Regions from separate parts of the Lactuca sativa genome. Here region 1 is linked to region 2. The links are chromatin contacts, called in public Hi-C maps. All regions are on one chromosome and are shown on one strand. Each heading gives the region's core, a stretch centred on a gene start, on an enhancer-like site or on the middle of the called end of the contact. The rest is flanking DNA. Distances are from core to core; before and after follow the strand shown. Region 1 holds the start of LOC111917040. Region 2 holds the start of LOC111917059.

The links. A called contact is a pair of places that touch in the nucleus more often than the background predicts.
Region 1: a contact with region 2 is called in a Hi-C map of leaf, with 3 times the contacts expected there. The contact joins the promoter of LOC111917040 here to the promoter of LOC111917059 in region 2. A contact is called at or near these places in 2 of 4 Hi-C or Micro-C datasets (leaf and seed).

The regions. Positions count from the first base shown.
Region 1 is chr8:129,535,592-129,539,466 of Lsat_Salinas_v11, reverse strand. It overlaps LOC111917040, which reads left to right and starts at 2,518. Exons shown (of 1, transcript XM_023912695.3): 1 at 2,518-3,113. The coding sequence starts at 2,539. The coding sequence ends at 2,952.
Region 2 is chr8:129,394,274-129,398,040 of Lsat_Salinas_v11, reverse strand. It overlaps LOC111917059, which reads left to right and starts at 1,335. Exons shown (of 2, transcript XM_023912714.3): 1 at 1,335-2,701; 2 at 3,614-3,767. The coding sequence starts at 1,687. The coding sequence ends at 2,700.

The sequences.
Region 1 (3,875 bases), core at 1,269-3,768, 140 kb before region 2:
TATTTTGCTCCATATGAAATTTCTTAATGATATAGTATAAGATGTTTTATAATATATATATATATATATATATATATATATATATATATATATATATATATATATATATATATATATATATATATATATATATATATATATATATATATATATATGACAATGAAAAAAATTAGAAATAAAAATATCTTTAAAAAGTTGTAGAAAAATTAATTTATGAAAGAAAAAAATAAATTCGAAGAGAATTCGTAACAAAATTTTAATTCTAACCAAACGTGTAATAAAATTTAAAACCTAGATAAAAAACGTAAAATTCCAATAAAAACGATATATTCAATCTGATATAATATATATAATCATACAGAAAAAATGAGTTGATTATCTTTTTAAAACATTAAATTGATTATTTTGCAATTTTAAAAGATTAATATCTAGAAAATATTGATAATCACTATGTGCAGGCTAAGAAAGTAAAATGTGAATTTTCCCTTAACATTGACACTCACATTGTGAAACTATAATTGAAATCAACTTTTATCTAAGATGCCTTACTAAACTGGAAAAGAAAAAAATCAACAAAAATAGAATTTTATTAACCTAAGATCAAAACAATTCGATGATCTATTTTAGCCCATTTTAATTTGAATTTTTTTTTAGGATAAATTTTTTGAATATAATTGAAATCAACTTTTATCGAAGATTCCTTACTAAACTGGAAAAGAAAAAAATCAACAAAAATAGAATTTTATTAACCTAAGATCAAAACAATTCGATGATCTATTTTAGCCCATTTGAATATAAAACAATTGTAAATATGAAAATATATCTTAGTTATCATCATACAACGAATGAGAAGATAAACACACAACAAATTGCGCCGCTAAACCTTTTTGTATGGTAATGTCAATTCTCTTGAAGGCTATACCTACAGATCTAGAGGATATAACATTGTTATGCATGATCCGTTGTATTCTACTAAGAAGCTCAAGTGCATCCGATGCAAAGAAATTAAGAAACTAAACATATCTATATTCTAATTCATTACTTCACTATGTATAAGACTCATGTATTACATGAGTTAATTATAAAATATTAAATATAAATGTTTAAATATTTAAGAACATTGGATTTATAAAAAATAAGAAAAATAATGAATAATTAAAACTGATTATTTTTAATCTTTTATGAGAAATTAAATTGATTCCTATTTTTTATGTCTACAAATGTTCCTACCCAATAAAATTATGACAAATGTCATCATTCTATATTTTTTTTAACTAACTCATTAAGGCTATATTATGAATATATCAAATAAAATAAAATTGAATGATGATTTGTCATAATTTTAATGGATAAGAATAATTGTAAGCATAAAAGGTATGAAGTAATTTCTCATCTTTTATATTTAAACAAATAAACAAAATAAACTAATGAACTTTAATTTGAGAATTTTGAAATAAGAAGGTAAGTCAATTAATGAAATTGATATTTATTTATTTTTATATTTATTATAATTATTACATTAAAATATCATGTGAAATTTATTAAAATAGAAAAAACCCATGAAATGATATATGAAAAAGAAATTAATTCAAAATAATCACAAAATGACATCTGATAAATTGAATGAAAATATAATATATGACAAAAAAAGACTTTCATTTATTAGAATAGATTATCTGTTTCAGCTATTAAATTTTGACAGGTGTTTACTCTTTATATCTATATCTATATTTTTGATGAAGAGTTAAAAGGAACCCACATATGAAGATTCTGATCTTATTTTTCTCCTATACTTTGATTATTTAATTTCAAAATCATTAAATTGCAACACAAATACAATACATCATGTCCCCTAACAGTTGTATTTCCAATTATTCTATTTCTTTTCACGTGTACATATTTTTATATTAATTTATAAATTCGATTGATATGTACTATTTTATTTTTTATGTTAAATATTCAGTTGGTAATTCCGATTTTGGCGAACAATGTATCAACAAGTGGTCCTAATTTTATAATTAATACAAAGGATTTGTAAATAAACAAGTAATTACAATATCAAACTAATGCCTCCTTCTAGAGTTATGATACCCCAGAAGATGTGTGCAATTATCATTGAACGTTATATAAGCTGAAAATTATTATTTGTTTGATTCAATTGAAAATATCAATATCAAACTATCTAATGTAACATAATGTCGAAAAAAACAAAATCTTAAATCAACCCGGCCCCATTACCAAAAGTTAGCCGTTCATCGACTCTGCATACAAAACATTTAGATCTGCTGAGGTCATCACGAGTACAAGCCCGAAGCCCGAAGCCCGAAATCTAGGATATCATAAAATTGTAAAATCCAAACTTGTGTACAACTTTTAATGCAAAGAGTACACATCAAACAGCAACAGCCTCTTGGATCCAGTAATTTATGATATAAGAAAACGAGCAGTTGTCAAGAGGCTACCCTTGTCTTCTATATATATAAACACAAAAAGGCACTTTGTATACCTCCACTGCAATCCATACAAACATCGCAAAAAATGGCCCAATTGCTTCTTCTTTTCTTGATCTTAACACACACATTTCTAACCCTAGCATCACCATCTGCAGAAATCGAGCCTTCTGTGGTTGGACCACCGCAAACAGCTGAAGCACCCAGAAGTCGTAAACTTGGGAACCATCATGTAAGCGAAGCGGAGCCACCAACCACCGCAACATCAAGGGATCATGAAGGGAACGGTGGGAGTGCGAAGGAGGAGAGTGGAATGTACTTGGAGAAGCAACATAAACACCACCATGGTTCAGGGTCGGTCGATAAGTCAATTGCCGGTGGTGGGGTGATCCTTGGAGGGTTGGTTATGGCTTTTGTGGTGTCGATCGTCTGCTACATTCGAGCCACCAGAAGAAGAAGTATGGTGGAACCACCCACACCAACCACCGTTCGGGGAGTTTGATTGGGTTCGATGACACATTCTGTTGATAATATATAATTTCCTTATCAAGTATATAGATTCTTCATAATTTTTGTATTTAATCTGCTGGATCTTATTGCATTTGTTCATATATGATCGAGTATAATTTAAGTTACTTTTTATGACATCCGATATTTTATTAATGAGCTGTTTGTAGCACGCATTTTCTTCCAATTATTTGATCATTGATGATATTAAGTTGTACGTAGAAAAAAACGTTCATGTAAAATAACTTTAATTATGATTATCAAATTACATTTACGATCAAAATTAGTTTTGCACCAACTTATCCACACAAAAGCGAATATAAACTCGTGTTCGTTTTTTGTCTGTAATATTTTTGGTCTCTTTTGTCGACAAGCATATATTAGCACTTTCTAAATGTTTTGTTTTATAGAAGATATCAGACCAAAAACATATATGTTATCTTTTGACGTAGATGTAAACTAAAGTCTTGGAATATCTTCTAGTTTAAAAATTATCCATATTTTGTGCGCATAAAACTAATCAATTAGCCATCCTAAAATATCAACAACAATTAAAATGATTAATATTTTTTTTGTCGAATGTCTTTGTTATAATATTTTATCATTTTAACTACAATGAAATACAATATATATATATATATATATATATATATATATATATATATATATATATATATATATATATATATATATATATATTAATTCATATCATTTTTACGTTCGTTTTTTTATATTACCAAACAAGTAATTAAACATCTATAAAAAATATTATATAAACTTTGTTTCGAAAACAATTTGTTGGTAAAAGCAAGTACAATTCAATATTGTTTCCAAAGATCAAAAGAGTTACCATTAAATCAATTTACCAATATCAATCTTAAATATTACTAAAAGAGAAACCTTATTACATCATCTTAA
Region 2 (3,767 bases), core at 86-2,585:
CATGTTGAATCAAAAGATATTCATCATATGCACATACACACCACACATCAAGCTGTTGACTTATTTACAAAGGCATTGGGATCACAACGTCTTCATTTCTCGCTGAATAAGTTGGACATTCAAAACTTACATGCTCCAACTTGAGAGGAGTAAAGGAATTTGAGAGTCCTTATCGGCTTCTATCTCCTCGTTCATCTTAGTTTGAATTTAATTGTTATCTTGTTTTCTATTTACAGTCATCCGCTTTCTCGGTGGCTAAGGATACTATTATATAAATACGTTTTGATGGTTTAATAAACGTTTTAAGTTTTGATCCATTAATATTTATATAATGCATATCATGTATTTTTAATGAATATATAGTTAAATGAATGTAATGCTATTCATATATTAAATGAAAGGAGTATACTTATGAATAGGACTTATTAATGATGATTGTAAGAAGGAAGTCAATAGTCTTAGTTACCAGTGACACCAACACCATGGGTCACATTCTTCCTTATCGGTGATGGATATATTGCAAAGAAAGTTGGGAACTAATCACATATATTTACATGATACACACAAACACACACTAAAAGTTCCATTGGCACGAAGAAATATGAAACAGAAGTATATAGAAATGAAAATAAAGAAGATTATAAAGTCAATTGAAGGTTTGAATGTGATGGTTTGGAGATACATACCTAATGACTATGAAATAATGAGAGAGAAACACAAATCGATTCAAGTTTTAATATACAATTATTATGTAAATGCAAAAATAAACATTTTATATCCTTTTGTTTTTTCCTTTTTGGGTGTACACCCATTTAAAATAAAAATGTATGAGTATGTTTGGATAAATTCATTGTGAGATGCAGGACATCATGTGTTTTACAAGATATTTGGAGGATTTGAAAGAAGAAATATCTTCCTATATTGCTTGACTTTCATATATGATTACTATCATGGTGACCAGTGATGAAGTTTTAAACGAGGGGTTTTTAAGAGTACAAAACCAGATGGCGATGACGATAATGTTTTTGTGATGACTCTTATGAAGGTTAAAAAGAAAGTGGGGTAAGATTTGGTGTACCCTCTTTTTTAATATCCATATAAATATGAGAAATGTATAGAAAAAATGTCAGAATCTATTAAAAAGAGTGCAATATATGATTTAGATGGGTTATGGACCAACAATGTAATAAATTGAAACCACATATCATTCGTGTTAAAACAAAAGATTTATACTGGACGGAGCTGCTCGACAGAGGATTGACTTTTGCTGATGTGGACTCGGTGAACACTGCTTCGTGTACTCGCCATGCCAAGTTCAGAAGCCTAATTTGGCGACTGACTGCCAAGTTCTCTCCTCTTTGACTTCTTCTTCACCCTTTTCTTCTCCTCTACTCGACAACCCATCCCCTCTCTTTTTCTTCCTCCCTTCTTCCCCCTTTCTTCCTTAATGGAGTTGAGGTGGAACTTGATGAGCTCAACACCCCTCCCCTCAACCTTAAAGATTAAACCTATGATCTTTTGTGAACATCCATGACCATTTATGTGGTTTACTCTTGTAACTCTGTTACCCGTTATTCCATTGAAAATTGTTGCAACCGAAGGGATCATTATCATCAATCAGACAAGAGTATGGGGACCATATGTTGCAAATTCTGGACCATAATTCTTTTATCTCAATCCTAGAAAATGGAAATCCGGCTGTTCTCTCTTCGGAGACCTTCCGCTGCCATGTCGCCGCCGATTCTTCAGATGCATCTATCAATCAATACACCTGCGTCATCCCTCTTATCCTTCTCATCCCAGATTGTGTCTGACCCCACCCACTTATTCCTCACATCCAGTTTCTCTCGTCTCTCAATTGCTAAACCACCCCCATCAACGACAATTCGCATGGGCGGAGGTCCAAGAACATTCCCCGGCGGCGTTTCCAAGTGGCAGTGGAAACGGATGCAAGCAAAGAAGGCCAAACAACTCCTCCGAGCTCGGCTCGCCCGTGAACGCCAGGTTTACGAAATGCGAAAAAGGGCTGAGCTAAGCGCCGCCATTTCGGAGCTCGAACGGCCGTGGGAAGTCGTAGAGAAAGCCCCGAAGTTGTTCTCCACTAGCGCCGATGAGCAATTGAAGGTTTTGGCTGACCGGTTTCAGAAACCGGGTGGGTTCGATTTATGGTCCGAGAAAGATGGACCCCAGTTGTTTGAAACTGTAGATGGTATTCCTTCCGCTAGGTTTTTCCCAAAAGGGGTTGTTCATAGCATCAAACCATACGGAAGAATCACTGATGGGTATTCGCCTGAAGAACCCGATTTGGTTCATAGAGATGAACATAATGAGAAATCCAGGAAATTTGAGAAAAACAATACAGGTATTGGGTATCCCTTTCCGGATGATGATTCGGGTTTGATTCTCAGAAATGGGCATGACGAGAGTTCAACAAACGCAAATGCGAAATCCACGAAAAAGGATAGTAGAAGGAGAATTCGTACAGGGTTGGATTCGGGTCGAGATGGAGTCAATCAGAAAGATAGTGGGAGTATTTGGAGAAAAGATAGAAAGAGGGGAAATGGTAGAACAGAACACTCTGCTTCAAATTCAGAAGTGTTTGATATGAGTTTGCAAGATGATGGAAGCTATGGAATTTTAAAAGAGGAAATGAAGATTACAAAGAATAGACAAGAGCATAGAGGAAATGAAATCTGTTGAGGTAAACTAAACCACAATTCAATGTTTCTGTCATACTGGTACATATGTTCATTAAACTTGTATTTATCTATCTATTTATAAATGCATGTTAATGTTTAATCATGAAACTTATCCATCTACATATTCCTTTTAACATCGAAGAAACAGTTACATATAAAGACTTAACATCGTCTTGGTGAATTGGAAATCAGTAATGAAGCAAATATAGAAGATGAGACAAAGCCATGGACAAGAAGAACATATAGGTGTAGAGTATTGATAGGGAGTGGTGCGGTAGAGGGAGCGCGGTTTTGCCACATAAGCAGCGAACACCGCCCCCAACCGCCCCCAGGGTGCGGTTTGAGTGCGGTTCGAACCGCAGTGCGGCAAAAAATGACCGCAGCTTGTCATTGGGTGGGAATAATTTGACTAGCTTGTGATTGGTTGGGGAGAAATTAAAGTTTTTATTTAAATTAATTTTTTTTTAAAATAAAGTGTGGCACCACTCCTTGGGTGTGGCAAAGAACCGCACTTTTGTGGTAAAATTGACGTGGCGTTTACGTGGCAACGAAGGGAGTGCAGTTTCGGTGGCACCACCTTATAGGTAAATGAAGTTAGACCAGAAGTTTGTAACACTCAAAAATGGCCCAAAATTTGGGAAATGATGAAAAGACCTTGTATAGTAGTGAAGCTATGATGACATCAAAAGCCAGTGGATTGAATGACGCAAGTCAACTCCAATAGTGATTCTCAACATCCATTGAGTGCTTTGTTCATAGTCAAATACTTTTAAGAGGAAAAGTCAAATTGCAATTAAATTCAATGATGAAAATCAATGCTGTCACACTAACTCCATTTTAACTTTTAAGCATGAAATCAGTAATTAACAATATACATATAATTTTAATATATTTCTGCATGCTTGTTGTAACAGTACAATAGTAAAAATCAAAGTGAGATCATAGGAGTCTTCTATGATTTGAAATCACGATGAAGTACTAGTCATAATCGATTTGACGCAAACAGTAGGAAAATTGAATTTGAATAGCTTGATGTACACGAGCAATCATTGTATTTGGAATCATTCG